Linked DNA regions of Mus musculus: region 2 is linked to region 1. The links are chromatin contacts, called in public promoter capture Hi-C maps. All regions are on one chromosome and are shown on one strand. The core of a region is the stretch at or near the end of the contact, and the rest is flanking DNA. Distances in the headings are between cores, read along the strand shown. Region 1 has its middle 57 kb from the start of Platr6. Region 2 overlaps Sgk1 (serum/glucocorticoid regulated kinase 1).

Region 1 (3,863 bases), core at 675-3,174:
AAGAGGAGGAGGAGGAAGAAGAAAGGGCTTTAGTTATTCAGCAATTCAGCAATTTCCAGTGTTCTAGGCCTGCTCATTTTAAGCTGAAGAAAGTCACCCTTTGGGGACTAATTTACATTGATAACATGTTGTAACTTAATGGGCCCTCTGCAAAGCTGAGTCTGTGAATGGGATCAATAGTGCATATTCTTTATGCAGGCTTTTTAATGCATTTAAACACATCTGAGTATTAGTCTTAATAAGCTTTGCAAGCTTTGACTATTATTGCTTCTTAGAGAGCTAATAAGAAATACAGATCTGCACACTGTATTTCCATTAAGCAAGCAAATTCACATTATAAGTCATTTGGAAACTAATTATTTAGGAAAAAGAAAGCCATGCTACTGGCTGGGAAAAGTTACCACCATATTCCTAGGATATAAAATTATCCATTTCCCCCAGGAATATCATCCCCAAAACAATGTCAAAGTTTATTTGTTTTTGTTTTTGTTTTCCCAGCTCGAAGCAAGTCTTCATGAAAACCTCCAATTTGCAGAGACCAGCCTTTCTCCTTGAGTTTGCCGCCTCCAAATTGGGTAGACTCAGGAGGCTGATCTGTGTGTTCTAACTACTGGGTGGCCACTGTTGAAGTGACACTGTCTCCCATGCAGGGGACCTTCCACATCTTTTCCCCCACCCATTTTTTCCCAAGTAACATTTTCTAGTTCCCAAATAAGAAAGGAGTCCACACATGTGTCTAAACCCTCTACTTTTCTGGAAGCATAAACCTTATTCTGATGGGAATTAGGGGAGGGAAAAATGTGCTTTGGCTCTAACCATGTGGAATCACTTCATGTATAGAGACATCCTTCTTCCTTTCAGGTTGGCTAGGCCAAAGTCCATTACTGAGGGGACCAGAGATGGAATAGATTTTGTTGGAAGGGAATATTATTTCATCTCAATGGGAGGTAGAGACATTCAATAGCCCCCAATACTTTCTGGTTTGACATAAATATCTCTGTCCTGTGTTGAGAGAAACCCTAGTCTAGAACAATTATGAGGTGTCTCCCATAGTAAGGGGAATGGTGGGCATGCATATAAGGGAGGAATTTGATTGATTCTTCCTTGACTCTAACTACCACATTGTATTTTCACTATATTTTTGAACATTAAATGCCTCTTAGGTTTTTGCCAAGAATTTTTTTTTTTAAGATTTATTTATTTATTATATGTAAGTACACTGTAGTTGTCTTCAGACACTCCAGAAGAGGGCGTCAGATCTTGTTACAGATGGTTGTGAGCCACCATGTGGTTGCTGGGATTTGAACTTCGGACCTTTGAAAGAGCAGTCGGGTGCTCTTACCCACTGAGCCATCTCACCAGCCCCGCCAAGAATTTTTAAAACATCAAAATCCAATCTACATAATAGCCAATTAACTCAGGGGTCCATAATTGAGGTTCTGATCTTTAAGTACACATGGACTGGAAACTTATATACCAAGTATTGGCCCAAAACTCAAACATTATGCATGAATACAACCTATCTAAAAGATCTTGAGCCATAGTGACTTTTCCTTGCAGGTAATGAGCCCTCACTTGGATTTATTCTGCACTTGGACTTGAATGGGTAATGACTCATCCTCTGGGGTCTGATTCCATTTCAAGAGAACATTGGGCAAAGGGTCAGGGACAATTGGTCTTTGTTTAAATTGGCCCCAGTAAAGATGTCTCACTTCCAATCTGCTGGGAGTTAGCATTTCCCTTTCTTCTTCGCTTCAGCAGATGAGCAGAGAGGGTCGGAAGTAAAATTTAGTAATGGAATTGACTCAGGACTTAAGAATCTTCAGAAAACAAATAGAATATACGACACTTGAGATAGTAGATCTACGCCAGAAGCTGTGGGCGTGTTTTTTTAACTAGAGTGACTTAATGTGTAGCCAGGGGACACTGCATGTCAGTAAGAATCCTGCTGAGTCACAGCCAAATTGGAGGTATATGTATTTCTATGACTAAGCTTAACCCAAATGTTTCCCCAAGAAATAAACTTCATATAATGACTCAAGGCTCCAAAGCAATAACCATGCAAATGGTTTTACTAAAACATGTTTCTTCTTCCTAGTTTTACTGTACTGAGGGAGGGTTGAAATTACTACATTTAAATGAAACTCCTAGTATAATATCTTACATGTGATAGAGTCTGCGGGTCGATAGTCATCGATTAAAGGCATAGATTAGTGATACCTAGCTGGGGGTGCCATTTCTACTTGAAGGTGAAACAATCCATCAAATTTATTGTATGTTGAATTGCCCTTTGTTTTTAAATTTGTTTTGCTTTTTAAAACAGGGTCTTGTGTAGCCCAAGCAGGCTTGGTGATGCTATTAGCTAGGAATGAACTTCAACTTCTGGACTAACCACCTGCATCCTATGCCCCCAAGTGCTGGTATGTGCCACCAAACCTGACCATAATAGATAATAGATAGATAAATGATAGATAGATAGATAGATAGATGCATACATACATACATACATACATGCATACATACATACACATAGGCAGATGATAAATTCATTGACTTATTGGTTAATTGATTTTTTTTTAAGAGAGGAAGAGTGGTTTATTTCCTCTTACAATTTGAGGGTATGTCCCATCAGAAGACATGGTGACATAAGCAGTGGTCACATTGGGTCCTCTGTCAGGAAGCAGAGAGGGGGATGGGCACTCCACAGTGGCTTTTATAAGGAGCTTTAAAGCTGAGTATGGAAGTATTTCAAGGTGATTATGGAGTTAGAACAGAAGCAGCCGCTGAGTAAAATTGTTTTATCTGAAATATTTCCTGTGGAGAAAGAATCACTGTAGGTTTGTTTAGAATTTGGTTGCCAGAAACATTCATCCATTGTCAGAACACAGACTACCTGCCTGCTAGTCTCTAGTGGGGCCCATGGGAGCTGTTTTCTTCTACTTCTAGGTAATGCTCTGGGGAAGGTGTCTTTCCTTACGTACATTCAGCTCAATTCCAGGACTCTTGTTGAAGGATGGTCTACGGAGGGAGGAGGGCACTGTAGAAGCCCTGGATTCCTTAGATGGTTGGAATACTGAGGAGAGTCACAGTTATCCAGCGAGAGACTGAATCCACCACACTGAATATATACAGTGTAATAGAAACTGCATCATAGGTTTTGAAATAAGAATCCTTATTGTTAGGCCAGGCTGGTGCTGCATATCTTTAAATCCAGCACTTGAGAGGCCGAGGCAGGCAGATCTCTGAGTTTGAGGCCAGTCTGGTCTACAGAGTGAGTTCCAGGAGAGCCAGGGCTGCACAGTGAGATCCAGTCCCAAAACAAAACAACAACACCCTCCCCCAAAACAAAAACCAAAACCAAAACCAAACCCCAAACCCTCCAACACTGGAGATTGCTGTTAAGTGTGGTTTCTTATTTGTGAAACAACGATGATAACCCTGTTCTGTAGAGGAACGGGATAATATATATGTGACTATTTTCAGTAGACTTCTGTAAGTGACAACTATTGGCATCATTGCATAGACATATGTCCAACCTGGGTATGTTTACAAATTACCCCCATGACTTTATAGAGTCACACATTGTTTATTGCGTATCTACAGTGAGCCAGAAATATGTTTGCTTTCATATATGGGGTCCTGGCTGGACACATGTCAATTATGCACCTGTTTTATGGCCTTTATATTCCAGGAGAGAAGGGAGACACTAAACCAAAATCCTTCGGCATAACATTCCAAAAATGGGGGAAACCTTTGGGGATGCAGCAACGGGAGCCCTACCTGTTTCTTTCATTGTGAGTCTGTCCTCACTGTTTTTCTCCTTGTGGGCTGCAGGGAAATGCTACAGAGATGTATGACTGCCC
Region 2 (4,249 bases), core at 1,005-3,504, 170 kb before region 1:
TACTTGGCAAAGGGAACACTGAGTTTGCAAGGAGCCTTTCACTTGTCAGCGTTAAAAAACTCCCCGTTATGCATTAAGTTAATCAATCAAGACTATCAGCGGCTATTGTCATATTGAGGTCATCGGTGGTCAAATTTCAACTTCTACAAAGCAAAGTAGTCTGAATCAGAGTTGATAAGAGAACTGATTTTGTGGCTGAGGTATGCTCCGCCTCCTGTGTGTGATAGGGTGTTGACAGCTCCCGGTGTGTGGGGCTCACACAGGAAGCCACACCTGTGAGCCCCAGAGTGTCATAGCTACAGAGTGCTTGGGAGCTGCTGTCTGCACTCTGCAGTCCACCCCACATTCTTCTCTAGATTTTTCCATTCTTTCCACCCCCTCTTCAACAGTGTTCCCTGTACTGTGAAGGGCATGTTAGAGACACCCCATTACAGCTGGGCATTCAACATTCATTTATATGTGTACCTTGACCAGTCACCGCTGATCACTGCAGAACAGAACCTCTCTGACCAATGCCAATAGTAGTAGCACTCTATGGCCACAAACACAGTTATAGAGAAGGCAATTTGGGAGGCATATCATGTCCACTTAGAAAATATAAAAACTCTCTCACTAGGCCAAATAACCTCACAAGCCACAGGCTTTCAACTAGGTTTATAATACCAGAAGTCAGTTTCTTCTTATGGACCCAGGACCAAATCCAATCAAAGAACAGCTGGTTACCCCCATAACAAACCTGACTAACACATTGCACCAGCAGGCTCACCTTGAACAACGCGTCCACAGCTGAGTAAGACTTACTGAGAATCCTCCCCTGGCAGCCTGCATAGCACCTTCTGGAATTCTGAGGGCTGACCAGCAAGGAGGAAAATTCCAGTCCAGTTCCAGCTTGACTTTCCCTGTCCTATGATCAAGGCATGTGGTGTCTTATCAATGGGGTATTACCGTCTAGTTCTGGTCAGCAAATAGCAGCTTGGACAGTTGCCTGTGTTACTTTGGGCTCTGCAAGGTCTTTCCTGGCTAATAACTTATAGCAAGGCAGCCCACATCTGGAACTGAGATTTCCATTTAATAATACATTAATTTTTTTCCATCTATACAAAGTAACTCGATGCACTCTTTTTGAGGAACTTTATTGTTTGATTTAATTACCAAGTGTATTTTTTTCTGGTTTTTCTTACACATCACTACTGTGGATTACGTCTCTCCTCTACACCCCCCCCCCATCACCCTGGCTCCCCTTCCCAACGCGTTCCCTCCCACCCAGGGGGCCCCTCTTCCATTTTCATGTCACATTTATTCTACAGCCAACACAGACACATACATACACACATACTATCACACATGGAAGCACACACGTAACCACACAGAGACACACAAACATAGAAACACATGCAAACCACACACATAGAATTCTGAAACAAAATAGAACATTAACTTTTCTCCTCAGGAAAAAAATACCCTCAGTTTTGACTGTGGCTCTTAAATTTTCCCTTCAAAATAATCTAGCTGTGCCCAGAAGTTTATGTCTATAATCCCAGAGATTGGGAAGCCTACACAGGACAATGGCCGGGCGTTTGAACATAGCCTGGATGACACAACAACACCCTGTCTCAAACAGCAAACAAATGAGCACTCGAAACTAAATCTAGACATTTTGACAGATGTAAGGGTTAAAGCAGCTTGTGATAAGCAGACTTGAAGAAATGCAGGAAGAGTTTCAGGGAGCCATTCTCTTACCTGGCAAGCAAGTGCCCGGATAAAAGTGTGGTCCTCAAGGCTGCTCTATGGTTTGATCATTGCCTATCGTCACTGGCTTCTCAGCACAGAGAACGCTATCATAGTTGCCAATAGTAGCACTGGGGAAAGCACACTGTGAACTTGGAGGGAGACTCACTCTGTGTCGAAATCCTAATTTATAGTCTATTCCAGACCACAGGGCCGGCAACTTAAAACCAATGTGTACAAAAAAAGCAAATGGTGCGCACAAGTTTCAGTCTACCGTGACAGCAGAAAGGAGTTTGAACTTGTGTAGCCTGTTCGCTCGTCTGAGTGAATGCTGAGAAGGTGTGAAGGACTCCAGCCCCAGAGAAGAGGGTGGACTTGAAAGCGGGCTGATTCGATTCTTCATTTCTACTCCTCTTTCTCCCTCTCCCTCCCTCCCCTTCTACCGTCTTCCCATCCTTCCTTCTTCCTGAGATGATTTGCTCTTACCATGAGGTCACGCTGCCCTCAAGCTTGTGGTAACTGACCCCCTGCCTGCAGGGATTACCACATGACCCTCAACATGTGGCTCTCTTCCTTACACTCCGTGTGAAGACTGAAGCACTTATAAATCCTAAACGTAACACCGAGACAAAACAGTACGTTTGTGTCTCTCCAGCAGCTGCACATGGCAGAGAACATGCCAGTCTTCCTCTCGCAAAGAATGCTGGGCGGGAAAATGTTCCTACCAGACTTCAGGGTGAGCTGATCCTCAGAAACTCATTATTCTTTATAAAATAATATTTGAATGGGTGTGGTGACACACGCCTTTATTCCCAGCACTTGAGAGGCAGAGACAGGCGTATCTCTTGAGTTGGCAGCAACTGTTCTATATAGCAATTTCCAGAACAGGACTACACAGAGAAACCCTGTCTGGGTAACAAACAAACAAGAGACTATGTAGTTTATTTAGGCTTATTGTATCTGTGACGGCTACTCTTGGTTGTCAACTTGACTACATCTGGGATGAACTGCAATTCAGAAATGAAGGGCACACCGGTGAAATATTTTTGCTTTGTTTGAAGTGGTTGGATCCACGTCTTGTCTAGATATCTAAGGTAGGAAGACACATACATGCCTTTCATTCAGATCTCGAGGACATGAGAAAAGGAAGCTTTTGCTCTGTGTCTGATTGCTTCTGTCTTTCTAGCAGGTCCATGCCTCCACTGGCATTAGAGCCTACCTCTTTGGGATTCTAGTGGCTACTGAAGACCAGCTGAGACAGCCAGCCTCATGGCCTAAGCAACTTCTGGATTCTTGGACTTCCCATTCATTGATTCTGCCTCTATAGACAACCCTGACTAATATAGCACTCAAAATTGGGGACAAATATAAAGATTAAAAGTAAGCAGGTGAATAAATAAATAAATCTCACTAGGGATATAGCTCTGTGTAAGAACACTTAATACACTTGATACACAAAGCCCTAAGTTCAGTCCCTAGTGCAAGCACACACACACACACACACACACACACACACACACATATCAGATGTAAAGAAAAAGAGAGAAGAGGCAAGCATGGTGTCTCAAATCCTGGAAGTTGTGGTAGGAAGATTTTGACGAGCTAAAGACTGTACTCTTAGCGGGAGTTCAAGGCTAGCCTGGGCTACAGGATAACTTTTTCATTCTCTTTCTTTTCCTCAAAACAAACAAACAAACAAACAAATAGTAAATTTTTTTAAAGAAATGAATAAATCACATGTATCTAACAACGAAACTTTAAAATATATGTGGCGCTCTCCAGAACTTGTATAGAAGCCAGATGTGGTGCAGATGTGGTGCTGACCTTGGGTTCCTGCTGATAGGGTGTCAGAGACAATGGATGGAGCCCTGGGGCTTGCTTAGCCTAGGCTCCTTGATGAATTCTAGGTCACATAGAGACCTTGTCTCAAGAAAAAGTTAGATGCTGTCTGAGGAATGACACAACTTGTCCTCTGTCCTCTGAAAGTACCCAAATACAATACATATTTCTCTCTCTCCCTCTCCCTCTCTCTCTCTCTCTCTCTCTCTCTCTCTCTCACACACACACACACACACACACACACACAAACACACACATACAGAATTTGTGTGACAAAAACTGACTAAATTAAGCATCCATGGGACAATTCCAGTACCATACCTGGAGATTTAAATGCTCCAGTAACTGCATGAATGACTATGTCAGGGAGGAGGTGCTACAAGAGAGACCCTGTTATACCCCTCAAGTCACACAAAAAATTTCAAAGTGAGCAGACACGACAGACTTCTTGTTTTATCTCTGAGACAGAGATTTGCCCTGACCCCAGGCTGGCCTTCAACTCACAATCCCACTGTCTCAGACATGTTCTGATGTTCTGCATTCAGTGTTCTTCCATCATAATACCTCTGCCATCTACAAGTAGCCCAGGTCTCTGTGCCTGTCCCAGCTGAGGCCCCTCTCCTTGTGTTCTCTCCACACCACATCAAGCATCATTCACACCAAGGCTTTGCTCCTCCATCAT

The links. Capture Hi-C pulls out chosen DNA fragments and counts their contacts.
Region 2: a promoter capture Hi-C map of adipose tissue shows a contact between it and region 1. The contact joins two enhancer-like sites. A contact is called at or near these places in 8 of 484 Hi-C or Micro-C datasets (the AML12 cell line, B cells, CD8 T cells and 5 more), 7 of 115 datasets of contacts at active chromatin or transcription factors (embryonic stem cells, pancreatic cancer cells and trophoblast stem cells) and 3 of 9 other capture datasets (adipose tissue, liver and pancreatic islet).

Annotation. Positions count from the first base shown.
Region 1 is chr10:21,799,697-21,803,559 of GRCm38.p6, reverse strand. No RefSeq gene overlaps it. Among named protein-coding and RNA genes, the nearest start is that of Platr6, 57 kb to the left of the region's middle. Within about 2 kb of position 1,924, at least 49 of the 459 cell types and tissues checked have an H3K27ac peak or open chromatin away from gene starts, as enhancers often do. A contact at or near this core is called in adipose tissue, where this site is marked.
Region 2 is chr10:21,971,551-21,975,799 of GRCm38.p6, reverse strand. All of the region lies in intron 3 of Sgk1 (serum/glucocorticoid regulated kinase 1), which reads right to left. Among named protein-coding and RNA genes, the nearest start is that of Gm34267, 85 kb to the left of the region's middle. Within about 2 kb of position 2,254, at least 7 of the 459 cell types and tissues checked have an H3K27ac peak or open chromatin away from gene starts, as enhancers often do. A contact at or near this core is called in adipose tissue, where this site is marked.